Regions from separate parts of the Sus scrofa genome. Here region 2 is linked to region 1. The links are chromatin contacts, called in public HiChIP or PLAC-seq maps. All regions are on one chromosome and are shown on one strand. Each heading gives the region's core, a stretch centred on a gene start, on an enhancer-like site or on the middle of the called end of the contact. The rest is flanking DNA. Distances are from core to core; before and after follow the strand shown.

The links. HiChIP or PLAC-seq counts read pairs in DNA pulled down with a chosen protein or histone mark.
Region 2: an H3K27ac HiChIP or PLAC-seq map of alveolar macrophages shows a contact between it and region 1. The contact joins two enhancer-like sites. A contact is called at or near these places in 4 of 47 Hi-C or Micro-C datasets (embryonic fibroblasts, mesenchymal stem cells and retroperitoneal adipose tissue) and 1 of 2 datasets of contacts at active chromatin or transcription factors (alveolar macrophages).

What each region holds. Positions count from the first base shown.
Region 1 is chr7:52,588,035-52,591,961 of Sscrofa11.1, forward strand. No RefSeq gene overlaps it. Among named protein-coding and RNA genes, the nearest start is that of PDE8A, 32 kb to the left of the region's middle. Within about 2 kb of position 2,452, at least 7 of the 83 cell types and tissues checked have an H3K27ac peak or open chromatin away from gene starts, as enhancers often do. A contact at or near this core is called in alveolar macrophages, where this site is marked.
Region 2 is chr7:52,941,681-52,945,532 of Sscrofa11.1, forward strand. All of the region lies in intron 2 of ZSCAN2 (zinc finger and SCAN domain-containing protein 2), which reads right to left. Among named protein-coding and RNA genes, the nearest start is that of ZSCAN2, 14 kb to the right of the region's middle. Within about 2 kb of position 2,576, at least 4 of the 83 cell types and tissues checked have an H3K27ac peak or open chromatin away from gene starts, as enhancers often do. A contact at or near this core is called in alveolar macrophages, where this site is marked.

The sequences.
Region 1 (3,927 bases), core at 1,202-3,701:
TAAATGGCCGGACACATCTCACAAGTGATTTAAAAACAAACAAACAAACAAAAAAAAAAACGTCCAGTGTGTTGAGAGCTGCAGACTTGAGCTTCCTAGAATTCATTTCTGTGTATGTAGATGCAATTGATGCACTGAGTGATGAAACTTTTCAGTAGGAGGGCCACCTCCTTTCCCATACCAGCCACCAGATTTTCTCACCTCTGGGTATGTTCTTACCAAGAGGGCCCTGGTCCCAGCTTCCAGCATTTGGCCACCCTCCCAGGCTCAGAGCAGCTGACATCACAAAGAAACGACTTGCCCCAGGCCCCAACAAAGGAGAGTAGAAGAGATTAGAAATATTTGCCCTCAGGCCCTGCAAAAGAAAAGATCCCTTGAAAGCTGTGGGCTTTGATACCATTTGTTTCTCCTCTAATTGAGACATTGGCTTTGAAAAAATAGTTCAGTGGGTTTTTTTTTTTTCTTTTGGTCTTTTTAGGGCTGCACTCAAGGCATATGAAGGTTCCCAGGCTGGGGGTCAAATAGGAGCTATAGTTGCCGGCTATAGCCATAGCCACAGCAATGCGGGATCCCAGCCGCATCTGTGACCTACACCACTGCTCACGGCAACACCAGATCCTTAACCCACTGAGCAAGGCCAGGGATCAAACCTTCGTCCTTGTGGTTGCTAGTCAGATTCATTTCCTCTGAGCCAAGATGGGAACTCCAAACATAGTTCAGTTTAGAATATAAACAAGTGATGCCTCTAAAAGTGGAAAAGAATCTTATTGAGAAACTACGTTTCTGGAGATAAAAGCTATCTTTAGTTTACAAAGTGAATTTCCCATCCCTAAAGGACTTATATTTTTTTCTTGGAAAGAAAAACAGAACATTTTTGCTTGGGGAAAAAAAAAAGTGTCCTTTGTCAGTTGGAGCTTAGTGACAGCAGAAGCGCCCCACATGGTAGGTTCCAAAGCCTCACCAGTCTCGCTCACATGGATACAAGCACGTGCGGTCACCGAGCATACAGCATGCACTGACTCCCAGAGAGCTGTGGCTTCTGTGTGCCAGGCGGGTCTGTTATTGCCCATCTTACTTAGAGATGAGAAATGAGTCCCATCTTGAAACGATGGGAAAGATGACTTGTGAGAGAAGTCAGATGGCAACAGAAACGTGTATGAGGATTTGAGATCTGTTCCAAATAGTTCTTGTGAGATTATTTCTCCCTTGTTATTTATTCATTTATTTTTAGGGCTACACCTACGACATATGGAAGTTCCCAGGCTAGGGGTCGAGTCAGAGCTGCAGTTGCCCGCCTAAGCCCCAGCCACAGCAACACCGGACCTGAGCTGCATCTGCGACTTAGGCTGAAGCGCACAGCAGCGCTGGATTCTTAACCAACCGAGTGAGGCCAGGGATCCAACCCACATTCTCATGGAGACTATGCTGGGTTCTTAGCCCTCTGATCCATGATGGGAACTCCCAATTTTAAAATTCTTACAAGCCAGGTTCCTGATACTCCTTTATAACTGCACTCATTTCTTTTGTCATCTCTGCCTTCCTGTCCTCATTAGGGTGTTTTACTAGAGCGAACCAGAATTACATTCAAGAGCTGGCTTTCCATTCAGAGTCTTGTTTCTGATGCCTATATCTTGAAGTGTGTTATAAGTGCCTGGCTATGTCAGCCTCGCCTTTGCTTCCAGTCACCGAGTCTCCATTGGCATGGTTACTTCCACTTTGCCATTCCACATCTTTGCCAGAACTTGGTCCAAAGCAGCAATTCCCCTTCACCTCCAGAATGGAAATCACCCCCTAGGCAAGTGAGGAAATAGTTGTACCCTTGATGGTGGGTAAATAGATATCCTAATAGATGTTCCAATACATGGGTCACATCTACCCCATTCTTATCCTATCTCTGGTTCCCTTTGTGATCTAGGCCAGGACTTTCTCCCATTCTCTTCTTCAGTGACAACTCCTTTTGGCATTTCCCTCTCGAGATGAAAATCCTCAGCTTTGAGGATTTCTGAAGCAGGCATGTAGCTTTTTTTTTTTCTTCTCCTTTTCATGGCCACACCTGTGGCATAGGGAAGTTCCCAGGCTAGGGGTTGAATCGGAGCTGCAGTTGAGGCTTATACCACAGCCACAGCAATGGCAGATCTGAGCTGCATCTTTAACCTATGCCACAGATCATGGCAACACCGGATCCTTAACCCACTGAGCGAGACCAGGGATGGAACCCAAATCCTCATGGATTCGAGTCAGATTCTTAACCCACTGAATCACAATGGGAACTCCTGAAACAGGCATGCAGCTTCTTAACACTCTTTCTTCCTAATAGATCTGTCCCTTTTAAATACCCTCCTAAGGCTATATCCACTCTTTAGTTCCAACACATCATCTAGGTTACACCCATGAGATCATATTTACTACCCTGCATTCTGGCTTCAGTGTTGGATTTGCTCATGACTCATGAACTGTCTGCACATGAGTGCAGAACAACTAAGAATCAGGTCTGTGGCAAATTTTGAAACTATTATGTGCTATGTGAGTAACAACTGAAAGAACTAAGAGTTCCCAGCTCAGAGAAAGGAAGACTGGCTGGGCTGTCATGTGGAAAAGAGAGTAGAACATTTCCATAAGGTTTCTATAAAATTTGACTTTTAAAAACTAATGAGTCAGTATTACTTGTTTTTTTTTTTTTAAGAATAATATAGACACCCACAAGATTGAGCTTGTCCTGAGTAGTCTAGAATTGCAAAACTGGGATTAAAAGGGAATCTTTTTTGATGCAAAATCAAAAAGAACCTTCCAAGGAGTTCCCATCATGGTGCAGTGGAAACGAATCCGACTAGGAACCATGAGGTTGTGGGTTTGATCCTTGGCCTCGCTCAGTGGATTAAGAATCGGGCGTTGCTGTGAGCTGTGGTGTAGGTTGCAGACATGGCTCAGATCCTGCATTGCTGTGGCTGTGGTGTAGGCTGGCAGCTGTAGCTCTGATTTGACCCCAAACTTGGGAATCTCCATATGCCGCAGGTGTGGGCCCAAAAAGCCAAAAAGCCAAAAAAAAGAACCTTCTAAGAAGTGGAGCTGTCCAATATGAAACAGGCTGTACAGCTAGGTAGTGAGACTCCTATTTGAGTGGTGTTCAAGCAAATGATGATGACCATTGGATTCCAAGCAGAACAGGGAGTTTGACAAAGTGGCTTTCCTAGGCAGTATCCTCCTGATTATGACATACAAAGAACCTTCTTACATTAGCTCAGGTTAGAGGGAATCTTGGAAAGAATTCAGCTTTCACCAAATCCGAGGAAAAGTTGAGCAACTAGGCTGCAGAAAGGGTGGGAATGAGATCAGCTCCAAGCCAGGCCCATTGTGGTGAGTCAGCTCTCAGCTCTGCTTCAGGGTTTTTTTTTTTTTTTTTTTTAGTTTGACTGCTTTCCCAAGAATCTGAAAGACCATTGGCAAGACTGTGGATTTGCCTTTCCAGAGTCAGGTGTTCAGTCCTGGTTCAACCAGTGATGGTCATGGGGGTGGAGTCTTGGGATTCGAACATAACAAACGTGATGACAGAGAGCAGTGCGTGTAAAAATTCTCAGAAAAGTTGGGAGGGGGAGATACCCCAAAATGATATACAGAGTCCTGTCCAAAGTCAGGGCTCACTAACTCTGAGTCAAAAGCACTTTTAAGCAGATGATATTCTTCATGTGGTTGTAAAGAAGTCAGGATTAATTCATATTCAGCTGAAGTCATATGCTTGAGTTAAAGCGAGGGGATGGCAGAGGTGACAGCAGGGCCACGAGAAGAATTGGTGGAAAGGGAGTAAATGTAGCTCACTGATCAACTCACAGACCTTAGTGGGTTGCCTACTGGGACATGCATTTTCTAGGACAAAGCCACCCACAGGCTGAATTACAGGTTACAGAGCACCTGTTTAAATACAGGTTTGGT
Region 2 (3,852 bases), core at 1,326-3,825, 350 kb after region 1:
TGAACCCAGCTAGCATCAATGAGGATGTGGGTTTGATCCCTGGCCTTACTCAGTGGGTTAAGGATCCGGTGCTGCTGCGAGCTGTGGTGCAGGTTGCAGATGTGGCTCGGATCTGGTGTTGCTGTGGCTGTGGCATAGGCCAGCAGCTCTGGCTCTGATTCGACCCCTAGCCTGGGAAACTCCATATGCCACAGGTGCAGCCATAAAAAGAAAAAAAAAAAGTGGAAAAAAAAAAAGAATGAAGGACTAAAGAGGATGATAGAGGAGTTTCCTTGTGGCACAGCAGCTTAAGAATCCAGCGTTGTCACTGCTGTGGCGAGGATTCAATCCCTGGCCTAGGAACTTCCACGTGCTGTAGGCACAGCCAAAAAAAAAAAAAAAAAAAAAAAAAAAAAAAAGGAAAAAAGACAGAGAGACAGAGGGAATGACAGAAATCAAAGTGAGACAAAAGGAGAATCAATACATATACAACTAGAGTTGTCAAAAAAGGACACTAAACCAAAGGAGTAGAACAAATCCTTGAAATACAAAATAGACACTGTACACAGAAAGGTACACTGTGTGCCAAGGAATACTAACCCAGGGTGGTTAATAATGAGAAGGTACAAAGCAAAAAGCTGGCATCACTTATATGAGGGAGGAGAAGCAAATGGTTTCAGATTTCTCTCCAGTAACATTCAACACCCACAGAGAGTGCAGCAGGAGCTACCAGACATGCAAGAAGAGAATAAGCATGCCAAGGGTTTTATGTTCAGCAAAGCTGTCCTTCAAGTATAAAGTTTACAGGCCAAGAGCTTTGAAGATACACAAATTTGCAGAATATTGTTCCTATGGTCCTTCCTGAGAAAACTATTAGGAGAGGAATTTCAGTCAACTACGAGATAAGGCAAATTCTAGAGCAAAAGGACTGGAGCTGAACACTTGATAAATTCAACTTTAGAACGTCTAGAACCGCTGTGATGAACATATAAGGGAAAAGAATCTGAAAAAGGATACATATTTAAAGAATACATATTTATATATAAAAAGCTGAATCACTACTTGCCCACCTGAAACTAACATGACATGGTAAATCAACTATACTTCAATAAAAAATAAAAAATAGAACAACTGTAGCGATTAGGGTGATATAAGAATGTAGATGTAGAATTTCTACAGCGATGTAGAAATGACATCCTAACCGAGATTGGGGTTGCAGGAAAGAAGGTGGGATGTAGGATATATTTGTTGACTGTCTCATCTGTATACCTGGGAATTCAAAGAACTGCCATTCAAAATTGGCAGTTCCTGTCGTGGCTTAGTGGGTTAAGGACCCAGCATTGCCATGAGCTGTGGTGTAGGTCAAAGATGTGGCTTGGATCCAGTGTGGCTGTGCCTGTGGCGGAGGCCTGCAGGGGCAGCTCTGATTCGACCCCTAGCCTGAGAACATCCATATGCCATGGATGTGGCCATAAAAAGAAAACATTTTTAAATAAAAAACAAAATTGGCAAGTTATACTCATATAACTGAAGTATAGGAGTCTTAAATGGTATAAGATAAACATTAGTGTAGATAAGATTACTGATGGAACTAGGGGAGTAGGGAGGCAGGCAACTACTTCTGTCCGATGTTAAAGCAAATTGTAAAATCTCAATCAGTAAAACATTAATAGATAATCAGACCAATGAAACAAAACCAAAACTCCAGACTCAATACACAGGCGAACTCAGAATGTTATACATGTGAATTCCAAATTTAATACAAGTGGCACATGAATAGACAGATCGGTGGAACAGAACAAATAATCTATATGACCATGGGAATTTAATGTTAATGTGTGATAAGGGTGGCCTCTCATATCCATGGAAAAAAGACACCACATTCCATAAATGATGCTAGACCTAGAAAATTTCAGGTGGACCCCTACTAGGACAAAGCTCAAAGAGATCAAAAGTTTTAAAGGGAAAAAAATCAGTATTGAACTATTAGACAAAAATACAATAGAGGCACTCCCACTGTGGCTCAGCAGTAATGAACCCAACTAGTATCTATGAGGATGTGGGTTTGATCTCTGGCCTTACTCAGTGGGTTAAGGATCCGGCGTTGCTGTGAGCTGTGGTGTAGGTCACAGATGTGGCTCCGATCTGGCGTTGCTGTGGCTGTGGCGTAGGCCGGCAGCTGTAGCTCTGATTTGACCCCTAGCCTTCGAACTTCCATATGCCGTGGGTGTGGCCCTAAAAAGACAAAAAACAAAGAGAATTTCTGTCATTTGGGGGCCTTTAAATGTGATACGTCATAATTTGTGTGACTATCTTCTATTATCTCATTGCAGAGGCCCCTCTGGGCAGAATCCAGACCCAATAATGCCCTCACTGTCTGCTGCTTAAGGACCAGTCCTATCCTCCTTTATGTAGACAAAGATGCCAAGACTTACACTCCAAAGACCAAATGGAGGCCGAAAGTTCTTTTAAGGTTGACCTCTGACAACACAGAGGCACAGGAGCCATTCTAAAGGACAGGAAAGAGTACCCATCAGGCTTTCTCCCTTAACAACGACCTCCAAAAGAAGTCACTGAATGGGGAAGGATGAAGAAGCCTGGCCCCTTCCAAGCTCCTCCTCAAGAAAGGCTGACACTGGTGAAATCAAGAGTACAGAGTACACTCAACCGCAGCCAATTTCCTCCTTTTTTGTTTTTTTTTGTTTTGTTTTGGGTTTTTTTTTTTTTTTTTTTTTTTTTTTTTTTTGCTATTTCTTGGGCCACTCCCACGGCATATGGAGGGTCCCAGGCTAGGGGTTGAATCGGAGCTGTAGCCACCGGCCTACGCCAGAGCCACAGCAACACTGGATCCAAGCCGCGTCTGCAACCTACACTACAGCTCACAGCAACGCCAGATCGTTAACCCACTGAGCAAGGGCAGGGACCGAACCCGCAATCTCATGTTTCCTAGTCGGATTCGTTAACCACTGCGCCACGATGGGAACTCCTCCCTCCTTTTTTTGGTGGGTAGTCAATTAAGAAAGTGAAAACTCAGAAGCTGGTGTGGCCAGATACAAGAGGAATATCTTCATCAGTATGCAATGAGTAGAGATAGGATAAGAAGGTAGGAACTGGGAATTTTCTTTAGAAAGGAACTTCACCAGGAGTTCCCTGGTGGCTCAGTGGGTTAAGGACCCAGTGTTGTCAATGCTGTGGCACGGGTTTGATCCCTGGCCTGGGAACTACTACATACTGAGGGTGTGCCAAAAAAAAAAAAAAAAAAAAGAACTTCATCTGTAGAAATAGTGTTTGCTACATCAAGATAAGTATATTTTGTCACTGAATGCAGGGAGACAGGCTTCTGAGGAAGCCAGCTTGTGCAAGTGGTAAGAAGGCTCAGATCTCTGGTAGAGGAAACTCAGAGATGAGTCAGGCATTAAGGAAATAGAGAAAGAAGGGGTCTCATTTTCTAAATGTCTTGATCACCTCCAAGACTCTGTGGCAGGGAAAAAGTTCCCTTATCTACACAGAGACTTCAATTTTTTTTTAAACTTTTTTTAAGGGCCGTACCCACAGCACATGGAAGTTCCCAGGCTAGGGGTCAAATCAGAGCTACAGCTACCAGCATACACCACAGCCACAGTAATGCGGGATCTGAGCTCCGACTGCAACCTACACCATAGCTCATAGAAACGCCGGATCCTGAACCCACTGAACGAAGCCAGGGATCGAACCCGCGTCCTCATGGATACTAGTCTGGTTCGTTACCATTGAGCCACAGGGGAACTCCTACACAGAGACTTTGAGCCAAGGGTTTTGCACTGTGCAGTATAGTTTAAAAGATGATGACATATACTCATCTTATGTGTATACATATATTATAAGTATACATAA